Linked DNA regions of Athene noctua: region 2 is linked to region 1. A link is a contact called in public Hi-C data. All regions are on one chromosome and are shown on one strand. The core of a region is the stretch at or near the end of the contact, and the rest is flanking DNA. Distances in the headings are between cores, read along the strand shown.

The links. A called contact is a pair of places that touch in the nucleus more often than the background predicts.
Region 2: a Hi-C map of heart shows a contact between it and region 1, with 3 times the contacts expected there. The contact joins the promoter of JUN here to the promoter of FGGY in region 1. A contact is called at or near these places in 2 of 2 Hi-C or Micro-C datasets (heart and liver).

The regions. Positions count from the first base shown.
Region 1 is chr5:4,669,597-4,677,115 of bAthNoc1.hap1.1, reverse strand. It overlaps FGGY (FGGY carbohydrate kinase domain containing), which reads left to right and starts at 3,725. Exons shown (of 15, transcript XM_074906107.1): 1 at 3,725-4,179.
Region 2 is chr5:4,822,329-4,829,847 of bAthNoc1.hap1.1, reverse strand. JUN (Jun proto-oncogene, AP-1 transcription factor subunit) reads right to left here and starts at 3,153. Exons shown (of 1, transcript XM_074906104.1): 1 at 955-3,153. The coding sequence starts at 2,566. The coding sequence ends at 1,622. The region is part of intron 1 of LOC141960529 (a long non-coding RNA gene); the gene reads left to right.

The DNA of each region.
Region 1 (7,519 bases), core at 2,476-4,975:
CGTGGCTGGTCTCTGAGCTTCCACCTCCTCTGAAAAAACTTAGGTGATGTGAAGTTGTCTTAGCGATGCTACTTCTGCTGTCCTTGGCCTCACTGAAGGCTGAGAACATGCCCAGCAACCTCTCTTTTATCTGTGCTGAAGCTGGGAACTGAACCTGCGTAAGAACTTGTTTTTCCCCTGTGGTGGTAGTTTCAGTTATCAATATGTGCTCATGCTTTCTGATTTGGGGCCCAAAAGAAAGTCCCAAAGCTGTTCCTGTTCAGCCTCTGGGGCTGAAGTGTACCCCGCTGGACTGGAAGATCTTGTCTGGTATATTTGAGAATCCTGAATCCATGGATTCAGAAATGACAACAGTTTTTCCACCTACTTTTTCTTTTTTTTTTTTCCAAAATGCTCTGTTGACTGCCAAGCTAGGCCCAGTATTTACATTTCCAGCACGGCTACGGTGGGGAATTCAGGAAGATTTTGTGCATATAGTTTTCTGCTGGGGCGTCTCACCTGTGTACACGTATGCTCCTGAAATGATGGTTCCCTCTAACATTCAACAGCAAGCTGAGATGCTGGGCCAGAGCTTGCATCCAGGGAGGCCGAGAGACATTTTTGTGTTGGTCTCAATGGAGCAGGACTGGAGCTTTATTTCCTTGACAAGGCTGGAAAACGTTCATTCTGTCTCTTTCCCCTTCACACACATATTTTCTTTTCTTTATAGAATAAGTCATTTGTCTTTATCTCACCATTCACCTCTCTCTTTGATTGCAGTTAATGGAATTGTCACCTTTATGTACTCATGTTCCATTTCTCAACCTGTCTGGACTTTGGCCTCCAAAGGTTACCACTGCTAGTGAAGTAATATGATTAACTGAGTCTTTTTAGACAGATTTATGCACGATTTCTTCTCCAGCAAGTGTCACATCTAGTCTAGTTCTGCAAAAAAGAATATTTCAAAGATGCCAACTGTCATCTAAAACCACTAAATTTTTCTGCAGAGCTGGTTGAGAGGACTGCGGGCCATCTTAGAGCAATGCTGATTTACGCTACCTGAAGCTGTATCCCTAGAGTTTGAAATACGGGCTTTTGTTAAAAATGAAAAAAAAGAATGTTCCTGTCTCACAGAAAGCACATTTAAAATGGAATTTTCATTAGTTACTCTGTAATGAAAAGGCAGAAGGGTAAATTTTAAGCGAATCTGTCCAGAATCTTGGAAGAAGAGGAAGGTTATTTGAAGCAGTAATATCTGAAACAAAACTACAACAGCCACATTCTAAACAGGAAAAAAAGTGGCCTCGTTTTGCATTTAAGCTACACACGTCTACAAGATATTTTGAAGTTTATAGAAAGATTTTGAAATTATAGAGGATCCACTGCACACATATCTATTCTTCCTGCATTTGAGATGAAACACAAATTAATCATCATTATTCTGCACTAATATAACACCTCTTAACCCTCAGCTTTCAGAATATTTCAAAGGCGTAATGAATTAAGCCTCATGTGGTCTTGGAAATATGTGATAATCTAAACTTTGATTCTTTCATTTAAAAAAAAAAAAGCATTTTCAGGACTCTGATTTTGGAGGCTAAAGGTCTTGTAACTGTTCTCGAAATATCTTCATTTGTCACCCCCTTGGAAAGAAACCATGTGAGTGCTAGAGAAGTATAATGAAATGGAAAATTATATTAAGGAAAAGTAATGCATTTGTCTGTACTTACAGACATTTAATTTCTTTTGCATTTTTTTGGAGCAAAAAGACCTGAATAAGTCAAGGTACTAATGTGATATAGGTACAAAAAAGGCAAAATTGATCCCTGTCTGTAACTAAAAGGCTGCACAGGGATTTATTATTATTATTATTATTATTATTATTATTGCCACTGTACAAGTCACTAGCGAGACATCTTTTTGAACATTACGCATTATGTTGGGCTGTGATCATTCATGTTCAGAAAATATTAATTCTGACTGAAACAAGTGCAGAGAAAGCTTATTAGATAATCCAAAACTTGCTGTTATGAAAGAAAATATAAATGGTTAATGTTTAACTTGGCAAAACAGAAGTTGAGAGATTTAAATGGTGTCTACCAATACACTGTGGGAGGAGAACAACTTAAAGAGTCAGCAATCTATGAATATTTGGAAGACATAAATAGTTAAATTTGTTTTTAATGAACAGAGGAATTGGATTCTGAAACAAAACAGTGAAGAAGGGACATAGTTGGGAGGGTGAAGAACAGGAACTATAATCCGGAGCTCAGCACGTGTATGGAAGGTTTTATAGGATTTGATTGTCAGAGATAGTGAAAGCACACTCAGGCCCATTTGTCCAGGCTTCATTTTACAGCATTTCAGTGGAACAAAACATTTTGGTATATCTGCAGTGACAGTATTTTGTTTGGGATCACTGAACTAAGGTGAAACAGCTTGTTTGTGTCTCTGAACTCTACACTTTCTCTCCGCGGTGCAGTTCCTTGGTCAGAGCAGTAGCCTTACGCCAGGATTTGTTCCCAGGGGCCAGGTGCCGTGTGCCTGGGCCGCTCTGACTCAGATTGGGATGTACACGTCGCAGAAGAGAGAAATTTGCCTCCCGCTATGGGAGGTGCCGACCTCCCGGGGAGCAAAGCAGAGCATGAGAGCACACACTCCCACCCTGCAATGAGCTGACTTGGAATTACAGTCAGGAAGGTGGTATTTTTTTTTTTTTAAATCTGTCTATCCAAAGCAAAGCATTTGGACTAATGCAAGCAAACTCCAAATGCTTCAGTTTGTGTTGCCTTTCCTACCTCACCTAGACGCACGGTATTCCCAACAGAAAGTTGATTTTCACCCAGAAGATTTCAGTTTTGTAGAAGTAGTGTTTTCCATCAGAAAATCATCCCAACGGAAAATTACTAACTGGTTCTAATACAAAGTGACCAGCGAAGCTCTCAAAATGATTCAGTGGCAAAGCTGGAATGAAAACCCACAGCTCCTGACCACGAACCCTGTGCTCTAACCACGAGACAACACTCATCTTTCCCTGAGCAAGGTTGTTCCTGCAGTATTTCTGCTTGGGCCAAAGCGGGAGAACTCTGGAGATGTTGCAAGAGAGCTTTTTGATACAAGATTTCCTGCTGTAGAGTATTTGGGGGATAACGGGAAAAATCCCTGCTGGCTCCCTGGGGCCTCTTCAGCAGTGTTTGGACATCATGGGAATGTGAGGTTTTCTATCTGCTCCTCCCTACGTGGGTCATGAGGGATGTGGTGGGGTCTGGGCCTGCCATGGCTGGCCCATCTCTGTTTCTAAGAGATGCTTTTGAGGGGATCCAACTGCCCTGTCCTCCATTTTAAGCAAACTTTAAATAAACTCAGGGTTTATTCCTCACATCAGGAAATTTCCCAACTTCTCAGGTAAAACTCCCCAACAGAAGAACCCCATGCAGAAAATCAAACTTGTGGCTCGCAGTCCTGTTTTGTTTATTTAAGAAGTGATTCTGTATTTACGGGTCAAAGCGGGGTACGTCCTCAGTCTGGACATGCCCTTCTGCTTGTTTCCCTCTGTTTATTCTTGCCCTGGCTCTCGATGTGTCTTCTTGCACCACTTCAATGCTAAAGGCTTCTCCAACCCCCAGTATTTCTGCAGTCTTTGTAGGGCAACAGAGCTGCGGCTGAGAAACACGATTTAGCAACAACGCCTTTAAGAAAAAGAGCCAAACCCCCCTCTTGGGTTTGTTGTTAGTTTTTTGGTTGGTGGTTTTTTTTTTTTCCCCCCCTCTTTTATTCGCTTTTAAATAAAGGAGAAATACGATTCCCTTTCCGAGGCAAAACCCGCTCGTATGGGTTGAATTCCTGACAGGGCACAGTGCACGCTCGGCTTTCCAGGGCAGCGCAGCTTGACAGCTCTGCCTAACACACCGCAGAGCCCCGTGGCAGCGCTCGGGCCAGCTCCGCACACCGGCCCCCAAACCTAAACCAGATGGCGGCACCGGCCGGCGCGGCCTTCAAAGGCGAGCGGGGCGCGGGGGGAGGCCCGGCGGCTCCCCCCCTTCCCCGCCCCGCCGCGGGGACGGCGGCGCAAGCGCGGGGGGTGCGGAGCGCGGCGGGTTCCCGGCAGCGGCCGGCGGGCGGGAAATTGCCCTGTCAGGAAAAGCGCGGTTTGTGTAGCCCGCTCCCTGCGCAGCTAATCTAGTGTTTCAGTTTGGACAAGTAAGTGATTTTTTTTTTTTTTTTTTGTATTTTTTGACGCTCGCCAAGGCCCGGTGGCGACTGAAAGCCGCGGCCGGGCGGGCTCCCCCCCTACCCCCCGCACCTCAGGCAGGCGAGGCGGGAGCCGCCTCTGAGGGGAGCGCGCTGGCCGGGGCGGCCCGGCTTTGCTAGGCCCAGGCGGGCGCCCAGCCCGGCCCAGCCCCCGCTCCGGAGCTCCGCGCTGAAAGGAGAACGCGGTGACATTGAAGAAAACTCCTTCCCCGTTCGGGAGGTGCTGCTGGTTGAGAAACGCTGTCGCGTTTGCGGTGGTGTGTTTTGTTTTGTTTTTAATTCAAAGACCTGCGGTGTGACACCCCCCCCCCCCACGCCCTCCGGGTTTTTCCCAGGGGAACCCCTCTCGCTGCTTCTTCAGGGCGTATGTTGACTGTGCGATTAAATTGCTCCGGATCAGTTTCAGAGCCTGGTTTTGGTGTAGCTGGTGGGGCATTATAGGATTTACATTCTAGTCTCCCAGCCTGACTTCCCAAAGTTTGCTTTTACTGTGTTTCTCAACAGCACAGCCTATATATAACGCCTACACTTAACGAGAAGGGGTCTGCCCTTTTTCACAGCCCCTCTGCGCTGACAGGCCCCAGGCTGCGCGGGGGGTGCGCAGCGCCTGGGCAGACACTTGACATTTTGCAGGGCTGGGGTAGGCACATCGCTTCCTCCCAGCGATTCCTCCAGTGGACGAGGGTGTAGGAGTTACCACGTTCCCTCCTGCCTTTCCCCGAGCTTTAAACGGCAGCGCTCAGGTGACCTGGCATAGGCAGGTGGGACACGTACATCATTCACACACTTGCTTAATCCTGCAGATCCTTGGGAGATTTCCTCAAATGTATTTCTTGCCCTTACTCAAGTTGGTATTTTCCGTCTTGCATCTCTGGCGCTGGTGTGTCCTCGCCGCTCGCTTCCACCGCTGCCTCCTTCCTCTTCTTGCAGCTCCGCTTTCTCGCACCTTTGCGGCACCATCTCCTTCGCATGGCAGTTGCTCCTGCGTTCCCATAAAGCTTGTGGGTTGGCGTGGAGCCCACCCCAATAACCTGGTGGAGTTTACTTGTGCTTGGCTCCAGACCTCCCCGTAACTTGTGTTCCTCGCTGGTGACGTGCTCTGCACCAGTTAGGAACTGGTGACCTTGCAGATTCTTTCTCTACTGAGGTGCCTGGGACTTGTTAGCTAGTTTAATAAATTTAGCATCAGTGCCTCTTCTCTGGAGAACACTTAAGAAATAAATGTCAGGGAAGGAGAGGAGAGAGCTCTCTCATCTCTGAGGTTCTTAGAAAGTAATAAACAGTCATGTTACTGTGAAGGTGGTCTCCTCGTTTTTCATCCTCATGTATTCCCTCATCCTGGAAGGCCATTTGCTTAATTTACTCAAATTAGCTTTTTTCTAAATGTACTTAAATATAGTACAAAAACATACTGAAATTTTAAAGTGTCTTTAAATGTTAATGGCCCCCTTCAGGAATATGTACTGGCATATGGTTTGGGGGAAAAAAAAAAAGCTCTTTTTTTTTTTTTTTCCTTCTCCCTGGGAAGAGTGCCTGGGATAAGAGATGAAAGAGGAAGACGGGGGGGAATTGGGTTCTTGTAGGTACAGCTGTTCCCAGCTGTAAGAATCAGGGCAGAAATAAACTTACAGTGTCAGGAGAGACTAAATAAACTGGTACTATGCTGGGAAGTTTTTATGTGTATTCTTACTACTTCTGTTACCGTGTCCTGTGTTTCAAACAGTCCTACAGCTAAGTTACCATTTGAAACTGCTGGTTCTTTTGAAAAGTCCTCTTCCCAAAGAAGGGCTCTTACCCATTCTGTATCTTGTACTTCCTTAGTAAGTCTGCCTTCTCTATTTCCATAAGCCGTTCTTCCTTTAAACGTGCTTTTGATTCTGTAAAAGGTTGATCTGTTTCCTGAGAACTGGTAGATTTACAGGAGAGGATCAGAATAGCTCTCCTGCGTGTTCCTGTTTTGTATCTTGGGCTTTTGTAATGACTTGCGTTGAAATTTTTCCCTAGTACCTGCCACTGGAATACCAAAGAGCCTGGTGTGCATAATCAACAGTAGCGGCGTGGCCGTGGTAGAGAGGTGTCTCTGAGCTTCGTTTTCAAAGGGAAATCTCTGATCACATTGTTTGTTTTTTTGGCTCTTGTTAATACCTTCTGGTTGGTGTCTTGAGCTGCCTTCAGTTTCCCCTCTGCATTTTCACATGTGAAAGGGAAAGTACTCAGACTGTTCATAAAATAAAGTTTGAAAATTGGTGACCTTCAGCTATTTGGGGCAAACAAGCTTGCAAGCTTTTGACTTCTGAGCTGTTTTGCAAAAGGCATCGAAGGGAACTTAGAGAGGTGTTGGCCTGATACTCTTTCAGGCTTGTCTTTGTGGGAGTTTGAAATTATGAGACTGATAAAATCTGCTTTATTAATGATCCTGCTGTGATAAAAACAAACCAACCAAATGAAAACCCCCCAGCTGTGTATGTAGGGAGAAGGAAGAGAACTCACTGTGTGCAGATGAACAGATGTGATTCTTCTTTCACTGTAAAAAAGAAGGGGATGTAGACGTGTTACACACGTGTGATCTATCTAGATATCTGAGTTTTGTGCAGAATTGGTGTTTTTTTCAACCTAAGCTAATGTGCAACCTCGCTTCCTCTTAAGTAGCTGTGACAGGAACTTCAGGGCTAGTGTTTTTGGAATTGCAGCCCAAATAAATGTTTAATTTTAAAATGACCAATTACATAGGGCTGTCATTCTTCCCATGCTCCTATTATGCAAGAGTGAACAAACAGTGTAAATTGTGGATTCGGCTTATGGACACATGTTTGCTTCTGGGCTGAGCATCTTGAAAGAAGTGATTTACAGCATGTCTTTAAAAATTGATTTCACTGTTGCATCTACTACTGGCCTAAGTGTTCTAGTATCTGCCAGGAGTAATTATAGACAGTTGGTTCAGATGTTGCTTAAATGTGTAAGCCTTGATGGGAAATGCAGTGGATTTCAGCCAGAATGCTAATTTTTGATGTTTTGTCATTTCATAAAACTGTGAACTCAGAACAAATTATTTTTATACTGATCTGCTGATACGTAATCACACCGCTAGTGCCAAATTCAACCTTGATGTAGCACTGGAATCTACAGATGTGATTAGAGTATCAGCATTAACCTAAGTTGGCTGATTTGGTATCCACAGGAGCATAATGGCTTTATTTACCCAGGATTCCAGGTAAGCCTGTGTACCCTGCACTGAAGCTCACGGTGCTGAGGCTGATTTGCTCCAGGAGCACAATTTAAAGCTAGTGTG
Region 2 (7,519 bases), core at 1,904-4,403, 150 kb before region 1:
ACTACTCTAAAAAGTTAGCATTCACCAATAATGAATTTCTAGTCTTCTGGCTGTCTTTTGATAGCATCCTCTTTTGATGTTTCCTCGTAGCCATTTGGCTCTAAACAGCAAGCAGGAAAACATCTGGTCTCCTTCAAATATACGTTTCTGAAACTAAATTAATTGGGTACAGTGTTGAAAATCCTGATGTAATAATTGGTCCCACTCCCCCCCCCCAGTTAAGTAGCATGTTTCTAAGGCATATATTTATGTTGTCATTGTAGTAAAACCCAAGATTATGTTATAAGAAGTACATGGGGAGTGCCAGAGAAGTTGCTGTTTTCAGCAAGTTGCTCTTTTCATTTCCCACTAGGTTGAGTTTTCTCAGCTTTTCTATTGCTAAAAAGTTTAGAACCCATAGTAGCACCCAAAAGGGAAAGGATTTCAGGATAGGAAAAGGGGTATGAAATTATTTTCCTGTTGGCAGCAGCATTGTTGTAAATATTAACAAACAAGGATCACCTCCTGTCAAGGAAGGAACACTCCAATAAAGGTGAATGTTTCTATTTTTGAAGTCTATAGCATGTTTGATTTTTTAACTACATCCACTTGCCTTACCTACTTGGGGGCATTAGTTTAATAAAAAAGCATACCAGGTCAAGTAGCCAAGTGCTTCAGTTACGGAGCAGTTTCATACACTGGCTTTCTACCCCTCTACGACCTCTTTAAACTGTGCCACTAGAATACAGCAGGCAAGCGAGTCAGGTTATGACTGGGAGCTACAGCTTCAGGACAAATCAGAAAGTTGTATTAATTTAGCGATCAGAATCTAGCTTTTCCCTCTCCTCCTCCTCACACACATTCTTCAGGACATGCCTGTAGTTAACGAGTAAGTTTAACATAAACCCTAGAGTTCAGCACAAAGGGCATTTTCCCAGCTCAGGTACTAGCAAAAGAAAAAGTGTGAGGGGGAAATGCATTTTAATTATTTTATTTTTCTTAAATATAATAGAACCTTCTAGAATTTCTCCAGAAACAGAAACATTAAAAAATTATACTTTATTACAAATGGTAAACTCAGAGTGCTAAAAAAAAGCCTCTTATTTACAAACAATACTGGGCAGCGCCCAAATAAACAACATAAAAATAACTTACAAAGTCATGAAGTAGTTTATTGACATTAATCAACTTTCATAAAATAAAATAAAAAAAGATATGTACATACACAATTTACTCGAAGGCAGGCAGAATAGTTCTGTTTTGTTTATCAGCCTCCCACAAACCTCCCTCCCACTTTTTTTTTTTCTTAAGTAATACTACATAAAGCAATCTACAGTTTCTATTGCAGTTTAACCTTTAATACTGAATGATCATCGAATGTTAGGTCCATGCAGGTCTTGGTCAATGTTAAACGAAGATCTGACGTCTCATCTGAGCAGGAACAGCACTTCTCGGCACGGTGCTGGCCGCTTCACTACTAACTCAAGCTGAAGGCTTGCCAGTCTTTCCACACATGCGCTTTGCAGAGCACAGGCAGGACTCAGCCTTCCAGCTTTTCCCATTAGCTTTATGCATCTGCCACTTTTGGTTTTTTTGTTTCAGTTACACCACAAGATCACAGTTCTCGTTTAAGACAGTCTCTTCAAAACGTTTGCAACTGTTGTGTTAGCATTAGCTGGCACCCGCTGTTGACATGGTTCATGACCTTCTGCTTAAGCTGTGCAACCTGTTCTCTGAGCATGTTGGCAGTGGATGCCAGCTCTGAGTTCTGGGCTTTCAAAGTTTTCACTTTTTCTTCCAACCTGGCAATCCTTTCCAACTTCCTTTTCCGGCATTTGGATGCCGCAATTCTGTTTCTCATGCGTTTTCTCTCGGCTTTGATTCTCTCCTGTGACTCCATGTCAATAGGGGACAGGGGAGGGGTTTCCCCTGGCATTTCAGGTACAGTCTGAGGCTCTTCTTTCAGAGCCTGAAGCCTGGGATGCTGCACCGGCATCTGGGGGTTGATGTGGTGCTGAGGCGCGTAGCCCATGTTGTTCGCGTTGTAGTTGGGCGCGGAGTTGAGCGCGTTGGGGTTGAAGTTGCTGAGATTGGCGTACACCGGGGGCTCGCTGTGCAAATTCGTGTTGAAGCTGCTGCCGCCGGCCATGGAGGACACAGGTGCCATGCCGCTGCTGACGGGCTGGGCGGCGGAGGTAACGCTGGGCAGGGTGTTCTGGTTGTGCAGTTCCGCCAGGGCTCTCACAAAGCCTTCCGCGAACCCCTCTTGCTCGTCGGTAACGTTTTTGGGGCAGAGGAACTGCGTCGGGGTCGGCGTGGTGGTGATTAGCCCGTTGCTGGACTGGATGATGAGCCGCTCCAGTTCAGGAGAGGCCAGTTTCAGGAGTCCCACGTCGGGGGAGGTGAGGATGTCGGCGTTCTTGTTCCTCAGGTGCGGCTTCAGGTTGCTGGATGGGTCGGACAGGTTCAGCGTCATGTTCTGCTTCAGCACTTTAGCGTTATTATATCCATACCCGCCGCTCTCCGGCGGCACGAAGCTGGCGTTCAGGGCATCCTCGTAGAAAGTAGGCTCCATCTTTGCACTCATAGAACAGAGTCCGCGGAGTGGCGCCGGGAGCTGCGGCAGCGCGGAGGAGAAGCTGCCCGGCTGCCGCTTGCGCCCCGCTCCGCGCTGCCGCCCCAACCCTCCCGGCCGCGCAGGGAGGGGAGAAGGAGAAAGCCGAGCCTTACTTCTCACCGGGGCGCGGAGAGTCCTCCCGGCGCGGGCCGGGCCCGCGGTCCCTGGCGCTGGGAGCCCGCCTGGCCTGGCGGGGCTTCGGCGGGGCGCCTCACCGCCCTCCTCCTGCCGCTGCCGCTGCGGGGCCGGGACGCTGCTCCACCGCCACAAGTTGCCGCTCGTACTTTATATATATATTTTTTTTTCCCCCCTCTCTCCTCTTTTCCCCGCCTTCCTGCGCGCCCTCCCCGGCTCCGCGCTGTGCCTGCTCCGCTCGCCTCCACCCGGAGCCGCGCTGCCGCCTGCCCCGCGCTCTGAGCCCGCTCCCGGCGTGGAGCCCTTCACTTATCAGCGACCGGGAGCCCGCTAAAAATAGCCCATGATGTCACCCCGCGGGCTCCCCATTGGCTGCCGCCGCCTCTCCCGGGGGAGGCGGGCCGCTGGCCCGGCCCGGTGCATATCAGCCGGTCGCCATGGCCACCCCGCCCCTAGAAGCTTCTCAGGGCGGGCGCGGGGCCTTGTGGGATGAGGTAATGCTGGCGGCGGCTCGGGGCATTGTGGGCTGACGTCTTGTTTTTGAATATCTGGTTACCGCGTCCAGCGCGCGAGCGGGGTTGGCCGCCGCCGGCGCCTCCTTTAACGGCCACGTACCAACCGCCCGCCGGAGGGGCGGGGGCGACCATCGGCCCCCCTCTCCCTCCCTCGCCCCCCAAACAGCCGCCTCTCCCTCTTTGTTTTCGTGTCCGGGGGTTCGGTTTTAACGGCCGGGCCTTGCGGCGGGCAGGAGGCGGGGCCGCGCTCCAGCCGTGCGCCGGCGGGTTTCGGCCCGTCGTGTCTGCGTGTGTCCGTGTGTCCGTCCGCCCCCCCCCCGCCGGTGGTACGGCCCTTCAGGTGGCGCTTCGGGGGAGGCGTCACGTGACTTCCCCCGCCCGCCGCCGTCCCGCCGCCCGTGCGGTTTCCAGGCAGGGCCGGGGGTGGGGCTCTGCCCGCGGCGGCCGCGCGCGGGGCCAGGGCGGGCACCAACCGCCGCGGGGCGGCCCCCGCCCACGCGCCCGCGGCGCTCCCCGACCGGGCCGCGCCCGCCCCGCCGAGGGCACGGCCCCTCCTCCCCTCCCCTCCCCTCCCCGCCGGGCGGGCGGGGCTGCGGCTGGCGGCGGCGGCACAGGCCTCGCCCTCGCCCGCCTTCGGCTCGGGGCCGGTGCCGCTCGGCAGAGCCCCGCTGTGCGCGAAGGGCGACCCGGCTCCCGGAGCGCCGTGCGGAGGGCGCTCGGCCGCCCCCCTGCAGCGCTGAGGACCCCCCCCCGGGGCCCTGTGGGCCGCCACCCCCCCCCGCGTAATCCGGCTTTCCTCCGGTACCGCCTGGTTCGCAAGGGCACGGCTTGGCCGTTACCGTGATCGGGGATGTCGGTTCCCGGACTCAACGCGCCAGGACAAGAGAGGGGGGAAATAAAACCTGACAGGAAAAAGCCGGGTTCCGGATGGGTTTCTCTAAACTCGTCCTACCAAGGGGAGGGGACAGCGACGGCCTAATTTTAGCAAGAGTGCCCTAGTATTGCTGTGGCGGTACAGATTAGTCGGGAGGGAGGGGAAAGGCTGGAGTCGAAGGATCCAAGCTGAGGAGCGAAGGCTGTGCTGGCACGTTCACCTCGGAGCAACAGAAGGGGGATCTCTAGTTCACCCCAACTGCCCCGTGGTGAACGTGGGGTGCCTACCTCTAATAAAAGGGTATGCCCACCCGCCGGGCTCACCTTTGTAACCTCCTTGTACCTCTGGGAAGTGGGCAGCTACCTCTGGAATAAAGTGCAGGAGCTGTTTAAGGACAAGAGGTGATAATAAGGGGTAGGACAGGGACTGGAGGGGTGCACTGTTGTATCGTGTTGCCAACAGTGCAAAAAGTGCTCCTTACGCTGGCAACACAAAGCTGTTACCTGCCCTTGGAGGGTGGACCAGCTTTATACGTCAGTGAAGAACTTGGTCTGTCAGGTTCAATCCCTTTTTACGATATGTGAAGCTGACGAACTGATGTCTAGGTTTGAAAATACACTTTCAAATTCTCCGGTGCTATTTTTTCCTAGACATAATGACATAATTACCAGTTACAATATAGGAAGCAACAACGAAGCAAACAGCAACACAAGCAGCTGTGAAAGAAAAGTGAAGGTCTAGCTCCCCTCTTTGAAGTTGTTGATTTTTTTTTTTTCCTTCTCTGTTTTCTCCCGGCGTTCCCACCTGACTTCAGCCACTACGTTCATTTGACCACACGGTGGGCACTGGTGTTGCTCTGTGCTAACCGGAATTACGCAAATAATACATGCACTTCTTTGTACGTTTGTGTGAGCAGTCTGTGGCACGAAATACAGAGTTTTGGCCGGGAACAGGGGGGCTCGCCGTGTGCTGTTGCCGTACACACAACCTTCACGTAGGCAGCATCTGTCTGTGGTGCAGGTCACTCAAACTACTCAACTGCTGCTGTAGCTTCAGCTGCAGTTTAATCAAACAGCAGTAAGTTACTGCATGAAAATCTCTGAAATTCATTAATGCAGGGGATGCTAGAAGCAGTTAACTCCTTTTAATCTTTACGTACAAGATAAATAGAGGCCAGTGACTGACTCTTCTGGCACAAGAGCCAAGGGGCATCAAATGAAACTGTCAGGTTCAGAACCAACCAGAGAAATGCCTTCACAGAATTGTAGTTAAGCTGTGGAACTCCTTGGCAAGAGTGCTGTGTGGACTGAGGGATTTTAAAGTGATTAGATGAATTCACAGAAGAGAAATCACTTAAGGGCTATCGAACGCAGTGAGTGCATCTCTGGCTCCGGAAATCCCAAAGCTGCAAATGACTTGTGCCTGGGAGAGCATCCCGAGGCAAAACTGCCGTGTGCTGCCCTGGTTTTGTGTGCCCCCCCCAGGTACCTGCGCTGGGCTCCTGTCAGAGACAGGCTATCTAGTCGGACCTGATGTGGCGGTCCTCGCTGCGTTAAAACTCCCCCGAGACAGCCCATAAATGATCTGTCTCTGTTGTGTCAGCATGCACTTTTGATGTTTAGAAAGGGCTTGTCTATGCAAGGAAGAAATTCTGGAGAGAAATGCAAGACATGAATTTTAAGTAGTTTGCTGTGTGGAGGTTTTTATTGTGAAGTAAGAATTACTTTAAAATTAAGCTTAAAAGGTGGTTTTTTTTTCCTGTTTCTGTTACATAGGAAGCCATGCAAATAATTTACTTTGGTTGGTTTTCTGTATATACACATAATAATAATTCAGTTTGTTCTGATTAATTGGTGACGTATTTAATTGGTTAGAGTTTTGCTGTTTTGTTTTATCTTCTTAGTTTTTTTCTGCGTGTTTCATCCTAGAAAGCCAAGTTCAGACTACAAGGAGTATGGTCAGTGTAGCTCTAACCACTCTAATACATATTTGTATAACCTGAAAAACTGTGCTTTTATAGTTTGTCCAGTTCAGCTCCACTGATATCAAGACAAGTTTTCATTAGCTTCAGCCAGTGTTGGATCAGGCTGGAGGGATTCATTTAGAATCATGTAATTTTTTTTTTTTTACCCTCCGCCCATTTTAGTTTTCTACTTCCTTCCTTTTACAGAGGTGGAGTTTCAGGACTAGACATTCCAGTTTGCCAGAGACGTGTTGCTACTGAGGCCTGTAGCTATGGGGGACACCCATCAGTCCACTCATTATGTTAATTGCTACTCACTTAGAGGTTATTTGGTCGAGGCTGGCAGTAGACAGTCAAGCTGGTCAGAAAGGTTGTGCATAGCAGGAGAGCTCTGAAATCAAAGACAAATGCTCTTTGCTGCTCTGAGGGGATTTTCTACCTAATTCAGGACGGACTGGTGAGCGGAGCGGGTGCTCATGAAGGTCTCATCTTAGGTTTCATCCGACAGTGCCTCGAGTTTACCACCTGAGACTCGCCGAGTGCTGCATGTCAGAAGGGAGCCCTGTCAATAGAGAGACAGGGGTCCTTCATGGCCATTAGCCAAGGAGCTGGGAATTTTGGTGACTGTGCCCTGATTTATTAAACAGCTATTACTTTAAGGCTTTTTTTTTCCCCTTTCCTGATGTCCTTAAGTAAATATGCCTTTAGTAGAGTGCAAGAACACTTACTGACCCATTTATAAACCATAGCTATTTACATGTCTCAATAAACTAACTTGTGGGTAGGGATTGGAAATGAACTCTGTATCTCTGTTGCTGAGAGGGACAGATGCTTCAAGCAGCAGTAATGCAGATTTTGATTTATAAAGTTCTCTAATCAATCAATACAAGATTGACTGAGGCAATCAGATAATCTGAATAATTAAATGGCTTTTAAGGGACAAATTAAAATTTCTTATACATACCACATCCGTCTAAATTATCTTTGGTGTCCAGGAATAAAAGAGTTTGTTGTTCTGTTTCACTCCTATATCACAAATGCTTCTGGCTTATTTCTAGACCATGTGGAAAAAAAAAAAAAAAAAAAAAAGGTAAATGACAGTTTCTGCTCTTTTATATTTGAAACATTGCTCACAGAAAGAAAATGCTTGTTTCCATACAGTCCTTTTTCTTTAAACTGAGATGTATTACACCATCTAGCTTTTTGCCGTCAACAGTGGTGTTTCCACAATATTTTTATTATATAGACAATTGTTTTTATTATATAGACTTTTAAATTTTTTTCTCATTTTGTGCTTTTAAATGTGATATCCTGCTTCACCTTTCCATGAAGTGAGTTACTGGATCTTCTCATACTGTTCTTCACTTGCTTAAGGAATTACTATAGAGCAGGTTTCCCCAACTGAAGGAGACAAGAGTTTGAAAAGTCATAAGGAG